2 separate regions of the Mus musculus genome follow, and region 2 is linked to region 1. A link is a contact called in public Hi-C data. All regions are on one chromosome and are shown on one strand. The core of a region is the stretch at or near the end of the contact, and the rest is flanking DNA. Distances in the headings are between cores, read along the strand shown.

Evidence for each region. Hi-C and Micro-C count contacts between places; a contact is called where the count stands out from the background.
Region 2: a contact with region 1 is called in a Hi-C map of liver, with 2.0 times the contacts expected there. The contact joins the promoter of 4833439L19Rik here to the enhancer-like site in region 1. A contact is called at or near these places in 3 of 39 promoter capture datasets (epiblast stem cells, liver and macrophages), 1 of 15 datasets of contacts at CTCF or cohesin (CD8 T cells), 17 of 484 Hi-C or Micro-C datasets (8-cell embryo, the CH12 cell line, the G1E-ER4 cell line and 7 more), 7 of 115 datasets of contacts at active chromatin or transcription factors (the SCID.adh cell line, T-cell acute lymphoblastic leukemia, embryonic stem cells and 2 more) and 3 of 9 other capture datasets (adipose tissue, liver and pancreatic islet).

What each region holds. Positions count from the first base shown.
Region 1 is chr13:54,518,918-54,524,106 of GRCm38.p6, forward strand. It overlaps Simc1 (SUMO-interacting motifs containing 1), which reads left to right. Exons shown (of 10, transcript NM_176987.4): 2 at 5,053-5,189. Among named protein-coding and RNA genes, the nearest start is that of Simc1, 18 kb to the left of the region's middle. Within about 2 kb of position 2,399, at least 2 of the 459 cell types and tissues checked have an H3K27ac peak or open chromatin away from gene starts, as enhancers often do. A contact at or near this core is called in liver, where this site is marked.
Region 2 is chr13:54,561,900-54,567,157 of GRCm38.p6, forward strand. 4833439L19Rik (RIKEN cDNA 4833439L19 gene) reads right to left here and starts at 3,483. Exons shown (of 9, transcript NM_133797.4): 1 at 3,283-3,483; 2 at 2,616-2,722; 3 at 2,286-2,373. The coding sequence starts at 2,313.

The sequences.
Region 1 (5,189 bases), core at 1,149-3,648:
GGAACAAAGAACAGCTTTTGTGACTGCAAGTAAGCTCATCTCTGTGCATTGCAGTCTAACCAGTATTGAACCAGATGGTACCCTAATTATGGATATGGTATTTATTGGTGAATTGTCAATATTGGGGACTCTTCATACAGCAAAAAGGAGTTCACTAACATTTGCCTGTCAGCTTCTATTGCAGATGTTTTCTATATAGAGAGAATAACTATTCTCTCTTTGAGAAACAAACCTGGACATTTAATGAGGCAAACCTTATACTCATTCTTTGTCAATCACCCTGTCATAAGGGTACCCCTCCAATGATGGATTGGGTCTATTCAAAGGCAGAATCCTTCACAGACTTAGTCATGGAAGAAAGGCTATTACAGTAGAACTGGTACCTACCTGAATTCCTTTGTGACCAGGATGTAGTAGCAAAGGGGTCTGCCTTTTTGCATGGAGAAAATAGCTCAGTTGCCTGTACTCCCCATCCCTAAACCTCTTACCCCTCCCCCCACAGAGGCATGTATTGAACTGTGAGGACCACCAGAATGGTCATAACATTTAGCTAATGCATGGTTTACTGATGGTTCATCAACCACTGTTAGAACCAAAATTAATGGAAAGTGACAGCTTATAGACTAGGGGATGAAATGGCCAATACTGAGGAAGGACCACAAAATCAGCGCAACACTATTGCCTATAAGACAAACAACTAGGAAAGGAAAAGAAAAATCTCTATCTTCTCCAATTCATGGTGCATGTGTAATGGTCTAGCTATATGGCCATCCAAATGAAAGACCAGTAACTGTCAGGTAAATGGCAAAGATACCTGGTCATAGGCATGAATGGAAATGGAGAAACATAGAAAAACTTAGCAAAGACATCAAATATTATATAACTCATGCAGGTAATACAAACATAAACATCAGAAAATAATGAAATAGTGAACAAATTGGCATCATGTTTGTCTAGTTCTAGAATGTTAAAATTTGCCAGGGAACAAATTCAGAATAAATTAGCATGGATGATAGATTACACATTTGAAAACCTTGAAAGTTTACCTCTAGCACTAAAAAATAAGGGGAAATGGGGCACCAAATTAAACCAGGACAACTCTATGAGAATAACTATTGTGAGCAATCCATAGCCAGACAGTGGCTGGGTTTAATCCTTTAATCCCAACACTTGAGAGGCAGAAGCAAGCACACAAAAATTACAGTGATTAAAACTCAAAAAGAATTTCCTACTGTTGCCAAAAATACATTTTGCCCTAGGAAAGATATAACCTGCACAAAAAAAAAAAAAAAAAAAAAAAAAAAAGAAAAAGAAAAAATCCCACCCCCAGAGTTAACATTGGGGCAGGGTTTTCTTTTATCTTTCAAGGAGAATAAAAACATCCAAATAGGGAATCTAGAGACCACTGGACAAGTGAAACATCTGAGGAAAGAACTGATCATCAAGAAACAGTAAGATAGATGGCCAAGTGGCACCGCCCACCTCCAGCTCATCTCTGCTGCCCTCTGCAGACAGAGTGGCAAATGCTCTTTCTGTGGTCCCAATTCAATTAAAAATTAAAGCTGAGCTAGGCATGGTGGCGCACACCTTTAATCCCAGCACTCGGGAGGCAGAGACAGGCAGATTTCTGAGTTCGAGGCCAGCCTGGTCTACAGAGTGAGTTCCAGGTCAGCCAGGGCAACACAGAGAACCCTTGTCTCAACAAACAAACAAACAAATAAAAAAATTAAAGCTGGCTTTGGGGTTTGAGCATAGCTCTCCTTCTCTAAACCCACACATGCTTGTTAAAGGGAAATCCCAAATCTCTGTCTCATATCAGAGGAGCCTCCTCATATAGGACAGAGGAAAACAAGAAATAAGGGACTGTTCTAGTACCACTACTCTCATAATCTTTTGATCTTCATTTGACACTCTAAAACTTTCCTTAAGCTATAAATATTATCTCAAAAATATGTAAGATTATTATGTGTATATAGACTTACTGTCATACTAGGAGTTATACAGAATATTAACTAATTCTAGAAATAAGCTTCACCTGCTTCCCGTGCTGTTTTCAGGTTTGAGTCTGAAGCAGGTAACTAGGAACAAAGTTTGTGTACTTCAGATATACTTAATACATCATGGTCCTCAAATCTTTCAGAGATCTGCTGAATATGGCATTTAAAATGTTTAAGTCTTCTACCAAGCAATAACAATAACCTTGTGATCTCTGAGAAGATGATGGGGCCCTGTAACAGCCAATCTTCCTGCATTGTGGTAACATCAACCACTGGACAAAACTGCCCTATGCCACTTCTGCTGCCAGCATCAGTGCAAACAGTGGACACCTTTGGGTTGACTGCTATATTCTACCTAACCAGGATTGCCACTAAGGTGACAAACACCACCCAAAGATCAGGTTTGGACTACAACCTGCTCAGGACATTGAAATTGCTGAGTTCATAGGAGACTGACAGGAACATTTTACAGAACTTTGAACTCAAATTACTCCATCCTAGGCCTGCCAAATACAATACAATGCTGGACATTGTGGAAAGCTTGGCAGAAATGTCTTCATTATTGTAAATAGTTTTATTTTGTTAGAGTTAAACTCTTTCCTTTTTATTTAGACAAAAAGGGGGAAATGTTGCAGGATTTTTAAAAAAGAGGTCAAAGGTTTGGTTTGCAGGCCTATGATAAGGCAAAGATTTTTTTTTTTTTAATTTATGTATGTGAGTACACTGTCGCTGTCTTCAGACACACCAGAAGAGGGCATCAGATCCCATTACATATGGTTGTGAGCCACCACGTGGTTCCTGGGAATTGTTGTAAGCCACCATGTGGTTGCTGGGATTTGAACTCAGGACCTCTGGAAGAGCAGTCAGTGCTCTTAACTGCTGAGCCATCTCTCTGGCCCCTGTTGTAGGGTATTTGATCACATACACTGTAAACCCACCCCACCCCCAACCCCAAGATTGTATTATTAACTAGAGGGGGGAAAAAAAAACATTTTTCTAGTTGTGGTGTGGCTCAACTCTAGCACACACCTTTAATTCAAGAGCTTTCTGTTTATTGTAAACGAGATTAAATAGGTTGAGAGGTGGAGCAAATAACCAGTAGATAAGGAGTGAACATGGAGGAAAAACAGCAAGAGTAAGTCAGGAGGATATATAGAGATGCACTGGAAGTAGAAGGGAGGGACATTCAGTTTGAGGGTTTTTGACGGGGCATGGAGAAAAACTTTCTTTTGGGATGTCCTCTTTCTTTTAGACCTATAGAGGAAGGTCATCTGGGTGCTTTCTCTGCCTCTCTGAGCTAGGAGGCCTTCACCTCAGCATCTGGCTCCTGAGTCGTCATTGGAAAAATCAAATGATTGAGGTTTTCTTAAAAACAGCCTGGTATGCATAGAGAGTCCCAGGCTAGCCAGAGCTTCAAAGTGAGATCCTGTTTCAGCAAAACAAAGGCGATAGAGCTGGTTACATATTGGAAAAAGGAACATATCCCTAGGCCCTTAACAGGCAAGGCGGACAGTGGATTTGAATGTCTGCCACTACTACTTAGCTGTGTAGTCCTTGGGTAAATCACCTGGTCCCTCAAAACTGATTTTGCATGTATATAATGGAGATGGCAATGCTATCCTGCAGTATCATTGTGAAATTTAAGAAATCATAGAAAAGTGACATGTGTAATCAGGGAGACAAGATAATGGGTTATAATAAGTATGGGTGTTTTGCCTGTACTGTATCTGTGTACCAGATGTGTGTCTTATGCCTATGGAGAGTAGAAAAGACACCCTGTGGATGCTGGGAGTAGCCAATACTCTTAACTACTGAGCCATCACTCCAGCCCATTGGATGTAAATTTAACCTGATGGTTATGGCTTCATCCAGATCCAGACTGCACAAAATCCTACTCTTATAGTTGGTTGTGCTCTGTGATAGAAGTTAGCTATGTTCTACAGGAGATTCCAAGACCCAGAAGCCCCATCAGCTTCTTATGCTTTCCAGTATAGCTGTATTTTTACATGAATGCTGCCTTTCAGATCAATAGTTTGATTCTAAACATCCTGCGTTTAGCCAAACCTTCCCTCCGAGACCCAAAATGCCCTCCTAATCTCCAGAAAAATTTACACATAAATATGGATAAGACTAATGGAAAATTTTTCTACAGCCCTTAAAAACTCAACTATCCAGCTAAGTTTCCTATTTTCTTTCCTTTTTAGAAGTGTACTTTTGATTATTTTCTTAGTAAATCTGTTTCTATTCATATGTGTGTCCTTGAGAACTTTCTCTAATGAAGCCATGAATCTTTGGAACTCCCAAGTCCAGTGACAAACACTCAAGCATGTTCTTAGCATCTGGGTCCTCATATTAACTTAAAGCCTTGCTTAGCCTCTGTTGCAAATTATCCCGGGAATTGGCTTCTCCAAGCAAAAGTTGCTTTCTGTTGGTCAAGGGTGGAATTTCTCTACTACAAACCTGTCTTTCTTGAATCTAAGGGGAAAAAATTCCATTGCATTCCCACATTTAGCATTTGGATGATTTATGAATCTATAGACGTTGACAGCTTTGACACTAGCAAAATGTTAACTAAAGAAAATAAACTAAGCCGGGCAGTGGTGGTGCACGCCTTTAATCCCAGCACTTGGGAGGCAGAGGCATGCGGATTTCTGAATTCGAGGCCAGCCTGGTCTATAAAGTCAGTTCCAGGACAGCCAGGGCTATACAGAGAAACCCTGTCTCGAAAAACAAAAACAAAAAAAAGAAAAAAAGAAAGAAAGAAAGGAAGGAAGGAAGGAAGGAAGGAAGGAAGGAAGAAAGGAAGGAAAAAAAAAGAAAATAAACTAATACTTGAGATGATGCATAGAAGGCTAGAGATATAGCTCAGATCTAGAGCATTTACCCAGTGTACACAAGTCCCTAGATTTAATCACTAGCACTGCAAACATGTAGAAATATCAGTGACATGGAAAGATAAAGTGATGTCTGTTGTTAAAAGCTAAAACCTTAGATTTCTAGAATCAAGTTACTGGACTCCCCTCTCACTCTTCTCCCTTCTCACAATCTTTAACAGGACTTCATTGACTTAACTAGAGAAAACCGAGCAAGGACAAAAGACCGGAATGGACTCTGTGTGATTGATCTAACAAGAAATGAGGAAGAAAATAGGCCTATTGCCACTCTTGATTTGACTTTAGAACCTGTAGCTTC
Region 2 (5,258 bases), core at 2,233-4,732, 44 kb after region 1:
GATGTCAACTGAACAGACTTTAAGTTCATCTGTAGATAAGAAAGCTGTGACACTTAGGGGACAGCTAATCCATTTAAGGGAGTAATAACAGCCCTGCTATCAGTGCTCATTGCCTTCTTTGTCTACTACACTGGCTCAGCAACACAATCCTGTTAGACAAGGTCTTGCTACGTAGTCCTGGCTGGCTAGTACTCACTATATAGCTTGCACAGCTGGCCTCAAGTTCTGCCAGTCTTCCTGCCTCAGCTCTACCCAAGTGCTAGGACTACAAGCACAGACAACCACTCCAGGGCTTCATCAACTTTTACAGAATAAAGAACCTGAACCTCAAGTTACTGTACTTAGCCTATGCAGAGTCACAACTTCAAAGCACAATTTTCAGTCAAAAATCAAACCTATCTCAAAACTCACATGCTAACTCTCAGTCATACAAGACTGAGGATAGAAAGTGACTAAAGGTATCATTCTATGTTTTCTTCCCTCAGTCTGTAGCCTGTCACTGTCTCATTTGATGAGGAAACTAAACCCTAGTGATGAAAGGAGCTGCCTCAGTTCATAGAGAAAATGGCTAGCTAGCTGAGGCTCGACCTAGTTTATCAAGAGCCCTGCGCCTTCTGTGTCCCCCCTCCAAAGAAAACTACAAGGAACAGTTCCTCGTCTGGGGCCTGGCATGCCCTCTAGTTCCTAGCTTTCTGAAGATTTAAACGTCTCCACCACAGGCATTACTGACAGGCACTCTCATCAACACCGCCAGCTTGAGCCTGCCATTCCTGACCACGACAGCTGACTGCTGGCACGTCCAGCTGTGACAGAGGCGTCATGCTTCAGCTGTGTGTACTCTGAGCTGTGCCAGAGCAGAGAGCAGGCTTCACTTGTCTGGTCACTGATCCAGAACCTGCCTTCAAGGTGATACTTTCCTGTTACATAATCGCACTCGTCAAGGTAGAAACCTGCCTGGCAGCAAGGCTCAAACCCTGCCAAGTTTGACTTAAACAGCAAGGGGACCCAGAGCTACCATGTGACCATCACCAATACTAATAACTAACAAGCCCAAGAAGTTACTAGTTGCCAAGGGCCAGGGAGAGGGCAATGAGGTGTTTCTCCTAATGGGTACAAAGTATTTCTGGGGGCATGAAAATGCTTTGTAAGTAGATTAATTTGATGGATGCATAACCTTATGAACACACCAACCATGAAATCACCCACTCTAGGTGAATTTACAGTATGTACATTGCTATCTCAAGGGAAAAAGACATGCAAACACAAATGACCTGGCACTGAGAGCCCTCCTTCTATCTACTCCTCTCTAAGTAAACTCTTTCCCATTTCCCAGCTCAGGAAACCGTGCTACGGAACCTAAGCACTACCACACGGCTAGCAAATGCGCAGGAGACACTGAGCCAGGGCTCACTCCTTGCTGCCAGCTACAAAGCCTTAAGCTCATGAGCACACACATAGCTCTGCATGGTGACAAGGGCGTTAGAGAGTCCAGTGTAAGTGGAAGACACACGTGATGGTAGAGACAAATGGTATTAGGGTACATGGAGGAAGCTTCCATTAACCTGCCTAACTGGGGAGCGACTTCAAACAGTGTCTAACACCTTGTCCAATGGCTTCATAAAGACAATAGTAATAAAGCCGCTGGCATCTACTTTTTTTTTTTTTTTTTTTGGTTTTTCGAGACAGGGTTTCTCTGTGTAACCCTGGCTGTCCTGGAACTCAGAAATCCACCTGCCTCTGCCTCCTAAGTGCTGGGATAAAGTCGTGCACCACCACTGCCTGCCCAAAAACTTTTTTGAGCCAGGTGCAGTGTACATGCATTTTAATCCCAGAACTCAGGAGGCAGAGGCAGGAGGATCTCTGTGAATTCCAGGACAGCCAAGTCTACAAAGGGAGACTCTGTCTCAAAAAAAAAAAAACAGTAGATGTAGATTTAGCAGCAACTCTGAACTTCACTTATGATTTCGCCTTTAAAGACAGCACTTGGGAGGTAGAGGTGGTAAGATCTCTGTGAATTCAAGGACAGCCTGGTCTAAATACAGAGTTTCAGGACAGCCAGAACCACACGGAGAAACCCTGTCTCTGGAAAAACAAACAAAAAGTGTTTACTCTTCACAAAAGACACTTATGGCAAGAGGCTGTAAGCCAAGGTCAGGGTGTATACCACGGCTGAGAAGGTGATGACCTAATACTAAAGAAGATCAGTACTAAGGATTCTGAGAAAATAAGCTCTCTGGGGGATGTGGGTGGGGGTACAGACTTAACCAATAAGAACTTAAGTTTACCAGGCACTTCTGGTTGTCTTGAAGCCATTGAAAGACAGGGATCCAGGTGTTTTTTTCTATACGTAATTCGGAGCTGAGTCCCTTCCACCTAATAAAAATAACATAGGGCATTTTCTTATGTTGCACAGCAGAGGGTCATTCCAGTGCTCTGACAGACACGCAGAGACTTATGGCTGGTAAGTAAGGTTGACACATACACACGCTAGAACCAATGAGTGACAAACACACCCCCGGAAGGATAAAGTCCACTAGTTTGCCAGTATCCTATGGCTGGCTCCTCTGAACACCCGAGAGGAGAAAGCCAAACCTCAGTTTAGACAGACACCTTACCACAGTGAAATGACGCCGGACTATGCAGACAGACAGATGTTAATGAGGAGCATTGCCCAGCTTCTGCAAATTAGCGAAGCTTCTGAGGAAGGGTCCATCCAGAGGCTCTAAGTAACAATAAACAAGCAAGGTTGGTACAGCGCCCCTAAGTCCACCGAACATCCGACCACTCCCCAGCCGGATTACATAGCAGCCTTTCCCCTTGGCAGAAATGAGCTATGCCAGCATAGAAGACCAACTCGGCATCACTAAAAGTCATCGCATTCTCACACAACCCTTGTCTTGAAAACAAACCCGCGGCGCTGCACAGCAGGCATTATTGGTCCAGATTTTTGTTCAAGTTCACTGCGGTCCTAGGGACATCCGCAAGCCAGACACACGCCCTTTCCCTCTCCCTTAGCGACCCCAAGCCCACGACTCTCTCGCAGGAGGTGCAAAACAAAGCCTCTGAGATGTGTAAAGCCAATCCCGACCTTCCCACGGTCCCACCCCTCAAGGCGAAGCCGGCTGGTTCGCAGCGAGCAGATGCTCCGAGGCTCACTGTGCGGGTCTTTCTGGTGTCCCTCGAGCCCCGCTAGGGTGGAACAGAGCCCCCCTCCAGGCCCCCCAGGCCGCGGCGCCCCGGAACTCAGGCTGCCCCCAGCTCCGCCAGGCCGCGGTCGGTTACCTGCTCGCCCGCCGCCTGCGGCCCGACTTCCCGCACTAAAGAGGCTCCGAGGCTCCAGATGGCCCAAGAGGCTGCTGGGCTGAACAGAGCAGAGCCATCGTGAGAGCGCGACGAACGCTCCCCTACGGAGGACAGTCGCCGGCCGGCAACCGAACCCCCAAACCACCCCGAGACTGTCGCAGGTCGCGCGAGACCTGACTCGAAGATCCGCGGGGCATGCTGGGAGTTGTAGTCCGAGATCTGAGCGTGCCTCCGTACCCACCACCACCGGAACACCTCCCTGTAGGTTGAACTCTAAAAGGGAATTCCACGGGGTTCCCAGAAAGGAGGTCACCTGTTTCCAGCACTTCCTCTGCGCTTTTTACTTGATTACAGAATTGTGGCACTTGGAGGCTGAGGCAGGAGCATTGCCTGAATCAAGGAGTGTGGTGGGGGCTGAGGATGAGAAGGGGGGAAAGAATGAAGATTGATGGCTGGAGATGGTTCAGTTAAAACAGTAATTACTGCACTTGCAGATGACCTGGGTTTGTTCCCAGCACCCAGGTTTGGTATCTCACAACCTCTTGTAGTACAGCTCCCAGGGTCTGCTGCCCTCTTCTGGCTCCCAAGGACACCGCAGTCGGTCTCCCATTCCCACATACTTGAATTTAAAGGGGGGAGACCCATCCCCCACTTTGCCAGACTCTCATTGCTTTATCAGGAAAGCAAGCTCAGGCAGCCTGTTAGCAGGTGGTGGCTTCTTGCAGGAAGCTGCAGATGTGGCACACAATAGACTTTACCTAGATTGGAAGACTCCACCCTAGGTGGGCTAGCCAACTGTGGCAGAAACAAAGTCTGATTCTGCCTGCTCAAGGCTGGGGGGAAGGGCACAGTTCAATGAACCATGAAGCCAGGTAGGCGCCTTCGTGGGTCGTGACCCACAGGTTAAGAACCACTACCATACCTCCCACACACAGAGAGGATCTGATAGTTAATCTTTCTCCCTTTAATTAGCAGTGGAGTCAGGCGGGCTCCACACTAGTACAGGACTAAATACAGGAGCATCCGCCTCCCCGGAAATGGATAATAACTATGAGAAAAGTGGACCTGGAGAGGTAGCCACTCAGAGGTCTCAAAAACACTTCCCTGCTCTGCTCCATGAGAGAAAGCTGAAAACACCCACACTCAACTCTGCTCCAAGTCCAAGGTTCACTGTCCGCTCAGGAAGAATCGGAGGGTGTTAAAAGATGGGAATACATTTGACTTTGCTTGCATTCTGTTAGGACCAAGACTGGGCCAGGAATTCATGTCTTCTGTAAGCTGTATACTTCATTTGTGAATAACACACTTGATTTGCAGTGTGACACTTGAAAAAGTATTCCCAGTGTTTTTACTTTACTGCTCCTGGGAGGAAAGGGTGCAGATCAATTCTCACATAAAAGGTTAAACATGGGGACGGAAGTGAAGGCTCCTCAATGGAGAACACTGGCTGCCGTTCCAAAGGACCCAGATTCAATTTCCAGCACCCATAGGACAGCTCACAGCTGCTTATCACTCTTCATCCAAGGGGTCCAATGCCCTTTTACAGCCTCAGCATGTGAATGACAGACAGGCACACATCTATGCAAGCAAAACAAACACAGGGCTGGAGAGATGGCTCAGTGGTTAAAAGGACTGACTACTGTTCCTAGAGGTCCTGAGTTCAATTCCCAGCAACCACATGGTGGCTCACAACCATCTGTAATGGGATCTGATGCCCTCTTCTGTTGTGTCTGAAGACAGTGACAGTGTATTCACATACATGAAATAAATAAATTCTTTAAAAAAAAAAAAGACAAACAAACACACACACATTTAAAAAACAAATCTTTTATAAGGTTAAAATGTCTTTTTTTAAAAACAAATGAAATATTTTGAAAATATCTTGTTTTAAGATTTATTTATTTATTTTATGTATGTGAGTACATGTGATTGGCTACTATTGCAACTGGTAGATC